Regions from separate parts of the Zea mays genome. Here region 1 is linked to region 2. Evidence: chromatin contacts called from public Hi-C data. All regions are on one chromosome and are shown on one strand. Each heading gives the region's core, a stretch centred on a gene start, on an enhancer-like site or on the middle of the called end of the contact. The rest is flanking DNA. Distances are from core to core; before and after follow the strand shown. Region 1 has its middle 63 kb from the start of LOC100381576. Region 2 holds the start of LOC103641252 (pentatricopeptide repeat-containing protein, mitochondrial-like).

Region 1 (4,675 bases), core at 1,316-3,815, 200 kb after region 2:
TCAGAGTCGCTCTCCTCTGGAGCACCGGACACTGTCTGGTGGTGCACTGGACAGTCCGGTGGTGCACCGGACAGTCCGGTGAATTATAGCGAAGCGTCTCTGAGATTTCCCGAAGGTGAAGAGTTTGGCTTGGAGTTCCCTGGTGCACCAGACACAGTCTGGTGGCACACCGGACAGTCCGGTGCGCCAGACCAGGGCAGCCTTCAGTTATCCCTTGCTCTCTTTGTTGAACCCATTTCTTGGTCTTTTTATTGGCTAAGTGTGAACCTTTGGCACCTGTATAACTTTTAGGCTAGAGCAAACTAGTTAGTCCAATTATTTGTGTTGGGAAATTCAACCACCAAAATCAATTAGGAAATAGGTGTAAGCCTAATTCCCTTTCAAAGCCGAAGGTACACTTGTAATTTGATATCATTTCTATTTGTCCATGATAATAAAATAGAAATAAGCTGATAATATTACATGGTTATTCGTGTTATCTCTTGCATTTTATATAATCCTCCTTTCATTATCGTATACTGCAACCATGAAGGTATGACCTTCATGACCTTCGTCTGAAGATTATTATATCATAAGGGAAATAATGTCTCGAAGGACCAATGGCGTTAACGTTTAACATTTTTTGTGTTGCCTTGTTCTTAATTCATAGCATTTGAGAACAAGTCCCCAACAAATGGTAATATCAAGAAAAGGCTAATTGATTCTTTTGCATAAATGCTTTTAGTTCAAATTCATTTATAAAAGCAAGTAATTATTATTTGTATCTCATCTCATCATCTTATTGTAACAATGATCAACATCCAATCCAGAACCAGCCAAAACATAAAACTTGTAATCGTGTGAGGGTTCATGACGCTATTAACCATGAGCACAACTATCATGACTGTTTTCTTTCTGCATAGATTGTACACTTTTCCCACGATACGTGACTTCATTCCCCCATCCTCGAGAGTTCGAATATCTTTGTTTGGTCTATGGTTGCAAGCCACTTACAAACGTCATTGGTGTATGACCAGGAGAGCACTACAAGGTTTTTCGCTAACTTCCTCCAGGTTGCACACGTCCACTGAGGTTTTAACCAACAGGAAAGTACCCATTTCCTAGAAGGCACCCCTCTTGTGTCAAATGGATAGTAGGAGTACCCCTCCTACCCGCCCATCACTTTTTTGGCGGCTTTGGCGTACCCCGCCATCCCCGTACCACCGTTTGATATGCACAAATATGGATTTCATTAATCTGACTTATTTATCTTAGAAGTAGGCATTGGATATGATAAGAGAAAGGGGTAGAAGAGAGCCCTAGAGTCATCTATCTTTGTTTGAAGGGAGACAAAGTGTGTGATTCAGGTTTGGTGGTACTAGGATCTACGGTTCGAGCAACTTATAGGGCATGTTTGGCAGAGCTTCTAGAGTCGTTTGTTCATCGTCTACATAGAGTTTTGTAGGAAAACATTTCTAGTCGTAGAATCAGCTCCCACAGAGAATCTAGAGCAGAAAAGGCTCTACTAAACAGAGCCATGGATAGGGATATATATAAGGGAGTTTCTAACCATCTTTCTAGTGCTAGTTCCTCCATTTAAATTTGTCAGATATTTTAATTTTTCATATATATTGGTTTTATTGTACATCTTGTATATCTAAATATACAACAAAACTTACTCTCTCTCTCTCTCTCTCTCTCTCTATATATATATATATATATATATATATATATATATATATATATATATATATATATATATATATATATATAAAGTTATTAGATCATTCTATAATTTAGAACAGAGGGTGTAATTTAAATTATCTCCTATCTGAAGCTAATTATCGTGGCATATGCCGTTTTAGTCTATTTAATTAGGATTTGGGTCAACCCAAATAACTTTAAAAAGTCGAGATTGTATCCCTAGGTAAGATCATCGTTGGTGAGTGGATATAACTTCAACCAACATATTTTAAGTCGAAAGTAAGGTTAACTACGCATCAGTATACTACTACCTTCGTTCTTGGATATTTATCAATCGCTAATTCATTTTTAAATTAAACCGCGACAAATAAAAAAGAACGGAGCGCTAACGTGGAAGAAAGAGGTTATCGAGGGATCTGAAACATTAGTTTTGATGATGTGTTAAATATAGGTGTAATTTGTTTAGTGGATTTAGTGGAGTTTATGATTATGAGGTAATTTAGTTGTGTGAGTTTTATAAAATTTAAACCGATGAATTATATAATCTGATATATAACGCATACACCGACACCGATCACCGATGCATGGAGCTGCTGAGCTGCAGCCGGCGGAGGCGTCCCTGACTTCGCATGATGTCGTACACGAGGTAGTGGAGTACGCGGTGCACAAAGACCCTTCTCTCCTCATCTCACTCTCGAGTCTCGATCAGAGAGTGTGTATGTGTATATATAATAATAACAATTCATAGAATGATAGAATAGAAAACATAGCAGTCTGAATAAGGAAAGCATAAAAGATTGGACGAGCTCGTAGCAGTGTGCAAAGGGCCCGCAGGCGTCCACGTGGACCCCCAGGTCACCACCACGCTTGGATCCCAGGAGTCCCAGTCGTGGGCAGTAGGGGGGAATAGGGATGGGCACGGCTCCATCAGATGGTCACACGATGGGGACACCTAGCGTACGTCCGTGGAATTGGAAAGGGATAGCTGATGGTAACGTGTACGGAGAAGGGATTTATTATTCGGGGCTGGATGTGTCGAGATCGTGCTCGTGCGTTTGGTTGGCTAAAACTCTTCCCGTTCGGTAGGTCCATATCCAAGCCGTAACCAAGTCAGCATAGGATCGAGTGGAACCTTGTTACTTATTTCTAGTCACCAGTCTATTTTCAGATCAGAAACTAATCCAGAAGACAGACCACCTAGACTCATTCCAGACCAAGAATTGAAGGAGGGAAGTTGAAATCAGATGAGATTGTTTTCGGCCCAGCTTAAAAAGAACACTGCTAACATACTGGACCGGTTCTAACCTAGGCTGATTTATTCCAACTGGAAGTAGGCCCGGAATGGGCCAAACCGAATGCAGCCTTAGTTTTTTTTTGCACCATGAGTGTAGTTTAAAATAGAAGTTGTGATTAAGAAGTAGATGAGAGAATAATTGGAGATAGTCGTAGGCTGGATTCAGTGCAATAGACCCTTAGGTTACGGTTAGGAGACCGTGTATATGATCGTACAATATGTTTATAAGGTGAAGTTTGAAATAAGAGATGAGATATGAGAGCTAATGAAGATAGCTTTGTAGATCGTTACATCACCCTATGGATCACGCTGTCGGTCATCTTCGGCCCTTACCTACTGCGACGCTTCAATATACACTCTTTATTGTCAGCCATCTAACTCATCGCCACATTAGCTTTCTTTTTGCAGACGTTTGTTTCGAAGAAAACACTGTTTTTATTGAAATAAAAAAATCATCCGAATAAATAATAAGCAAACAAAAATGACATAATTTATAATAAAAAATAAAATTATACAGTTTATAAACCACAGATAAAAATTACATAATTTATATAACATAAATAAAAAATTACATAGTTTCTAAAGCTCACAAATTACATTTTTTTAATTTTATTTTTTCTCATAGATTTTTTGGACTTCAAACTATATAAAAATGTAGCTGACATGACACAAGCGTTACACCACAAAAATATTGTCTGTACCGATTCGACTCCAACACAGGGTGTTTGGAATGACTCTAGGTTCTAGCTCCAACGTGGAATTGTATTTTATAAAATCAATTTAAATAGTTTTAAAAATATTTTTAGTCTAAATAATAAACGGAATAACTTATCTAAATGTCTTTTAAAGATTTACAGCTCTAACTTTATAATTTTCTAGAGCAGCGAATGATAGGCAGCTCCACCAACCGGCTGGCCGAACCGACCTCTCGTTGGGATGAGATCAATCGAACCACATCAACTTCAATGGTTTCTCTTTCCGATTCAATATGGATAGGGTAGAGAAAATTAACTCTTTGCTCTATTAGTTAGTAGTGCTGCTACAATAGTTTTGCTGGTGAAGTTGAAGACATGAAGCAACCTTTAAACTAGAAAACGATGAAGTTTCTGGCTTTACTAGTTCTGACTCATCTAACCTATTGTAGTAAGAATCTAAAACTAGAGAAAGCCATACTAAATAGGCCCTTGGCTCGTTGGATAGACTATAATGCTTTTCTTCTACTTACTACGTGTTCAGATGCGTCGTGTATGTATATATTCATTTTAATCTATGTATGTTAGAGTGGTTTGACATGGATTTTAAACTAAATTTCACATCAGCCCAGTATCATTTATATAAATTAAGGCAAATATATGTGCATTTAAACAAAGTCTTAGGCTATCTCCAACAACCTTACTCATCACATCTCCTATTTCAAACTTGAAACTCCACTCCTTAAATAGTGTGGTATACAGTGCAAAAACAGTACAAAATTAGTGTTTTGCACGACCATATACACGGTCTACTGCCTATAGCCTCAGGCATCTTAAGGTGCGTATTATATATTCAATCAATATTTTTTTTTCAAATGGATCAAGATATAATTTAAATTAATTTCAATGTCAACCTACTCCAACACATATGTAACAAGAAAGCTACATGTGTATCCAAATAAGACATAGAGAGTACTAGTATCATGCTTGTGCGTTACGACGACAC
Region 2 (4,724 bases), core at 1,289-3,788:
CTTGGTTCTGGCAAAGCTTGTGTGGAGGATGCTTCTACTGTTTTCTCATAAGTATAGCTAGCAGCCTAGCACCTTAGAAGTGTCGCAGGAGCAAGGATCTGCAAAGACTTACCAGTAGCAACACAATTAAATATTCACCATTTCTATCACCTCTTTGTGGCATGATAAAAGACAATTGGCCTCCTTTATTGTTTGGGTGCCTGTATTCCATCTTTTGTACTTGAAATGAAATGCAGCATTGGAGGACAAATATTATACCAATATTAAATTGAACTAGTTGATATACCTTCTGCATGAGAAAAAGGAACATTTCCAAAATTCGGAATGCACAAGAATTGTATATCTTGCAGTTCTAAAATTGTTTATGATAGAAAAGATAGCTGCATATCTCCAATTGATTAGTGCGGAAGTTGGGATTACTGTGCAAAAAAAATTTGATTGCCAGAATGCAACACGCTGTCCACAGTATCTCTAATGGTTTTTGCATGACAAAATCCAGCAGTGGTTTACTGGTTTTCCTTCAAAGCAACAACACACATAGAGCATTAGATCTTGAATTGTTCAATCAGTCTGAGAAGGCTATATGTCTCAGCGTCAGGCATTGCCCCTCTCAAAATCATTGTCCTCGACAAATCCGGCTCATAAACTTTTGCCTTCACATAAGCTTTCAGGAGGGTGTTATACACAAAGGAATTCAGAGAATATTTGGATTCATTCAGTTCACTGTACAGTCTCTTTGCATTTTCCAAGTCTCCAATTTCTGCAAAGTTCTCAAGCAACAGATGTGTGGTCTCCAACCATGGTGTTGAACTCCTCACCTTTTTAGTGACGACTTCCTTCTTTCCCATATCTATTGTGTTCAAAGCTTCTTTAACAAGACCTGATTTCAAGCAACCCAATGCTAAGTGGCGATAAGTAATAGCATTAGGCTGGCATCCATTTGCTCTCATTTCCTTGAATACAGATGATGCTTTATCGACAACACCGTGCCTGCAGTAAACTGATAACATAGAATTAAACTGTTCTGTAAGGCTTAACTTCTTTGTTGATTTTATATGGATCCATATCTTTTCTGCCTGGTCAATGGAGCCAACCTTTCCAAATGCTTCGATTGCTAGTGTGAAGCTTTTGGATCGAATATGAGGGAGGTCTTGCATGATCTCCCATGTCCTCTTTAGCTCCTTTTCCTTCCCAAGGTATCCATACAGGATAAGAAGAATTTCCAGCGTGGACCAATTAGTACCTGTCATGGAATTCTCAATGGCTTCTACATATGTATGGCAAACAGTATATAGCCTTGCAACAGCATGTGCAATGGCTAGAATGCCATAAGTGATCTCATTGGGCTCAATCTTTGCTCTTTTCATACCATTGAACACCCTGGCTAGCCCATCAATGTTGTGCTCATTGGCTTGTATTTTCAATAGGATGTTGTAGGTTGACGTGTGAGGGACCACACGATCAGCTTTCATCTGGGAAAGGATCTTGGATATAGTTTTCCTGCGACCGGGTGATGAGTGAAGGATGATCAGGCGGTTGTAAACATACGGCGAGATCGGCAGGGACAATTCTCTCATCTTCCTCATGTAAGCGTATGAATGCTTAATGTGATTCAGATCTAAAGCAGCCATGACAAGGTTGTTGTAGAGGAGCTCTTTCCGGCATTCCTGAGGCACGCGAAGGAAGAGGCTTTCGGCTTCAGAAATGCCATGGACTTTAGCTGTGAACTCCAGCAGATACGAGTAATCAAGCTCACTCAGCTTGTAGGGCCTCTCTCTCACGATCCATTCCATGACCTATGGGAAGGAAAAGAAAAAAAATCACATCCGGAGCAAATACTAGAAGGTAGGGAGATCTTATGTATAAATTAGTTACCAACTACTCCCACATTGTTCAAGCACAAATGAAGACTACCTAGTTCCACGGTGATGAGCTAACTAAGAAGTGAATTACCACCATTCAAATAAGCTTTCCACCACATCGTGAACAAGTACAGAAATCAGCAGAACACCTGGAAATTTCATGTCACTGCTCACTCAGCTCGCGCCAATCACCAAAGACAGAGAAAGTCTCGGCTGGGAATGCCATGAACGAGCAGAGGCGAAGTGGGGGGAAAGGGGAACCTGCAGGGCGGTGCGGTGTAGGCGGTGTCGTCGGAGGCGGTTGATGGCGTGGAATACGTGGCCACGGTGCACGGCGCGGCCGTCTGCCATCCAGCCCCGCATGGCCGCGCCGACCGACGCCGCCCGCTCCACCCGCCGCGCCAGGGAGCCCTCCTCCCCCGGCTCGTCGCGGAGCCCCTCCGCTCCAGCAGGAGGAGGCGCAGTGGTGTTGCTTCCGGAGCTGGTGAAGAATCCGGCGGCGTGGACGGGGAACGGCGGCCGCCGGTGCCGGAGCAGCACTCGCCACAACAGCATCGCGGCTTCGCAGATAGGCGGAGGGCGGAGGCCCCAGTACGGCAGGGTGGGGGCACCTGTCTCACTCACCTAACGCTGAGCGCCGGAGTCGTGGCCCAACTTCTATCGGTCGAGCCCATCAGCCCAAGTGCTCAACACAATTATCATGTCTGTGTACTGTCCTTAGATATATCATCACATATATTTATATATTATACATTAACTGATTTGTTCTTTAAAATCTATAGACCTGATAGCTATTTTTAGATAGATCTTGATTACTTGGCGCATTTTGAATCAATTAATTATATTAAGGTGCTCCTGTTTTGATCATCTCGTCACCCTAATTGTTCTCGTTGTCGTGGTGTACTGGTGTTATGATCTTGGCTAGTTTCTACTCGTGGTAAGGTAGAAAAACCCACAATTTCTATTGCTCAATCTACTGTGCTTGCTCTTTAGGATGCTCCTCATCTCTAGATATGTGTTCGTTTAATATATCTCTACTCATAATACAACGATGGTTGTGAGGTTTGATCAGTTGGATAGAGTAAAACCAGAGCCATGCCCACGAGTATGGATTGGGCCAAGCCACACAAGTGACATTTTGTTTGTTTGTGGTCAGTGCCACGGGGAGTAGTGGTATTTAGTGTGCTCTTGTGTTAGTGGTTCTCTCTCATGATGGACCAAGACGTTAGGCCCTCATCCAGGAGTCGATGATGGTGACATGAAGCCTTAGCCTCCTAGACAGGACAAGGGCAAGGTAGTGGAGCAGATGTGTCACAAGAATAAGAGCACCCCGACAGACATACACAATAGGTTATTAAGGTTGTAGCAACAACAAAGGCCTCAAAAGTGTGAAGGCAACAATGGTTATCTTAGGATTAGTGGCTCTAGATGGCACTCTACTCAACCACTTTGTTGGTCTTCTCGTAGGCGCACATTCGTTTACTCGATAGAGCCTCAGCTGCAGCTAGAGCCTGACTTAGGCAACAGTTTGCATCATAGAGCATGGTATGACCTAGAGGAGAGCAGGTCATGTTGTAAAGGCAGAGGAGAGTATGTTGTCCCACCTGCAGAGGCAGAGGAGAGCAAGCCGCACTATAGAGCACAAGATGACCTAGAGGTCCCACCTACAAAGGAGGGGGGGTCTACCACCTCACCATGTCGACCTCCATGGCACTTCAGCTAGCATAGTCAAGCCATATTGTCTTGCCTCATTTGACAAATGGTTCCCCAAGAAGCAGGATGTCAAGGCAGGTGACAACTTTTACACTACTTTTTAGGCCTATTTCTTCAAGACCTTTGAGTCAAAACAGATAGCATTATGTTCTCACAAGTTCTTGAAATTGGGTTTCTTGATAGCTGCATCTAGTTTATAGGAGACACAACAACACATTGAGTACATGCCTGTCTTAGAGGTTCTTGTGACACTAGTAGGGCTTTACTTGGAGGTGTGTGTTAGGGTTTTCTACTCTACCATTTGGATTGATGAAAACTCTCTTGTGGGTTTTGGTGGTTTGAATGACAACCCAAGTAAAGGACTAACATGTGTGCTAAGTGTTGAACAGGTGCTTAATGCAAATCTTATAGGGTTCATCACAAGTGAACAAGTGTGATGGTCCAAAGACTAGAATTTCTATAGATAATAGACATCACAAGTAAGATGGACATTGTTTAAGTGACATTGGGTGTGCATAACTCGGAGACAACTGATCAATCCAAGGATGGAGGCAAGAAGAGCTTCGAGGTACCGAGTGCACGGGAGAAGGTCAAAGAGGTCGAGGAACCCAAAGCCAGGGGTGAAGAAGAAGACTTGAAAAGTCAAGGTTGATCGAGTTGAGAAGAGATATGGTGCATCGAGGATCATGACTTAAGAAAATGACTTGTAACTAATGAGGTAATATTATGGTTATGTGGTGTAAGTCACAAGACTCAAGATGAAGCTCAAGAATTGAACAAGGTCACTAGAAGGAATAGTAGTAACAAAGCCAGTACCCAGAGGAGCCCGATAGAGCTAAGTTCACTTTGATCTTTAGTTTGGGTTGTTCCTATGTTTGGATATATTCTATGTGACCTTTGTAGGGTGTTGGAGCTCATATATGTCAATCTAGAACAAGTCAAGTTGACTTGACGGTTTAGAGTCCAACATCGACCTCAAACAGGCCAAAATGGGTAAAACAATGAAAAAGGTTAAGTATGCAAGGTTTGAGTGTTCGACTATGTTGCATACACCTCTTACTACAAGTGTGGTGCTTTGGTTTGCTCTCTAATTCTTTCTGTAAAGAAAGTGCCATTCTAAGCTCTACTTGAGGAGAAACAGAAAAGTTG

What was found. A called contact is a pair of places that touch in the nucleus more often than the background predicts.
Region 1: a Hi-C map of bundle sheath shows a contact between it and region 2, with 3 times the contacts expected there. The contact joins the enhancer-like site here to the promoter of LOC103641252 in region 2. A contact is called at or near these places in 2 of 25 Hi-C or Micro-C datasets (bundle sheath and leaf).

Annotation. Positions count from the first base shown.
Region 1 is chr10:77,941,561-77,946,235 of Zm-B73-REFERENCE-NAM-5.0, forward strand. No RefSeq gene overlaps it. Among protein-coding and RNA genes, the nearest start is that of LOC100381576, 63 kb to the left of the region's middle. Within about 2 kb of position 2,566, at least 17 of the 20 cell types and tissues checked have an H3K27ac peak or open chromatin away from gene starts, as enhancers often do. A contact at or near this core is called in bundle sheath and leaf, where this site is marked.
Region 2 is chr10:77,744,149-77,748,872 of Zm-B73-REFERENCE-NAM-5.0, forward strand. It overlaps LOC103641252 (pentatricopeptide repeat-containing protein, mitochondrial-like), which reads right to left and starts at 2,539. Exons shown (of 2, transcript XM_008664615.4): 1 at 2,124-2,539; 2 at 1-1,796. The coding sequence starts at 2,417. The coding sequence ends at 546.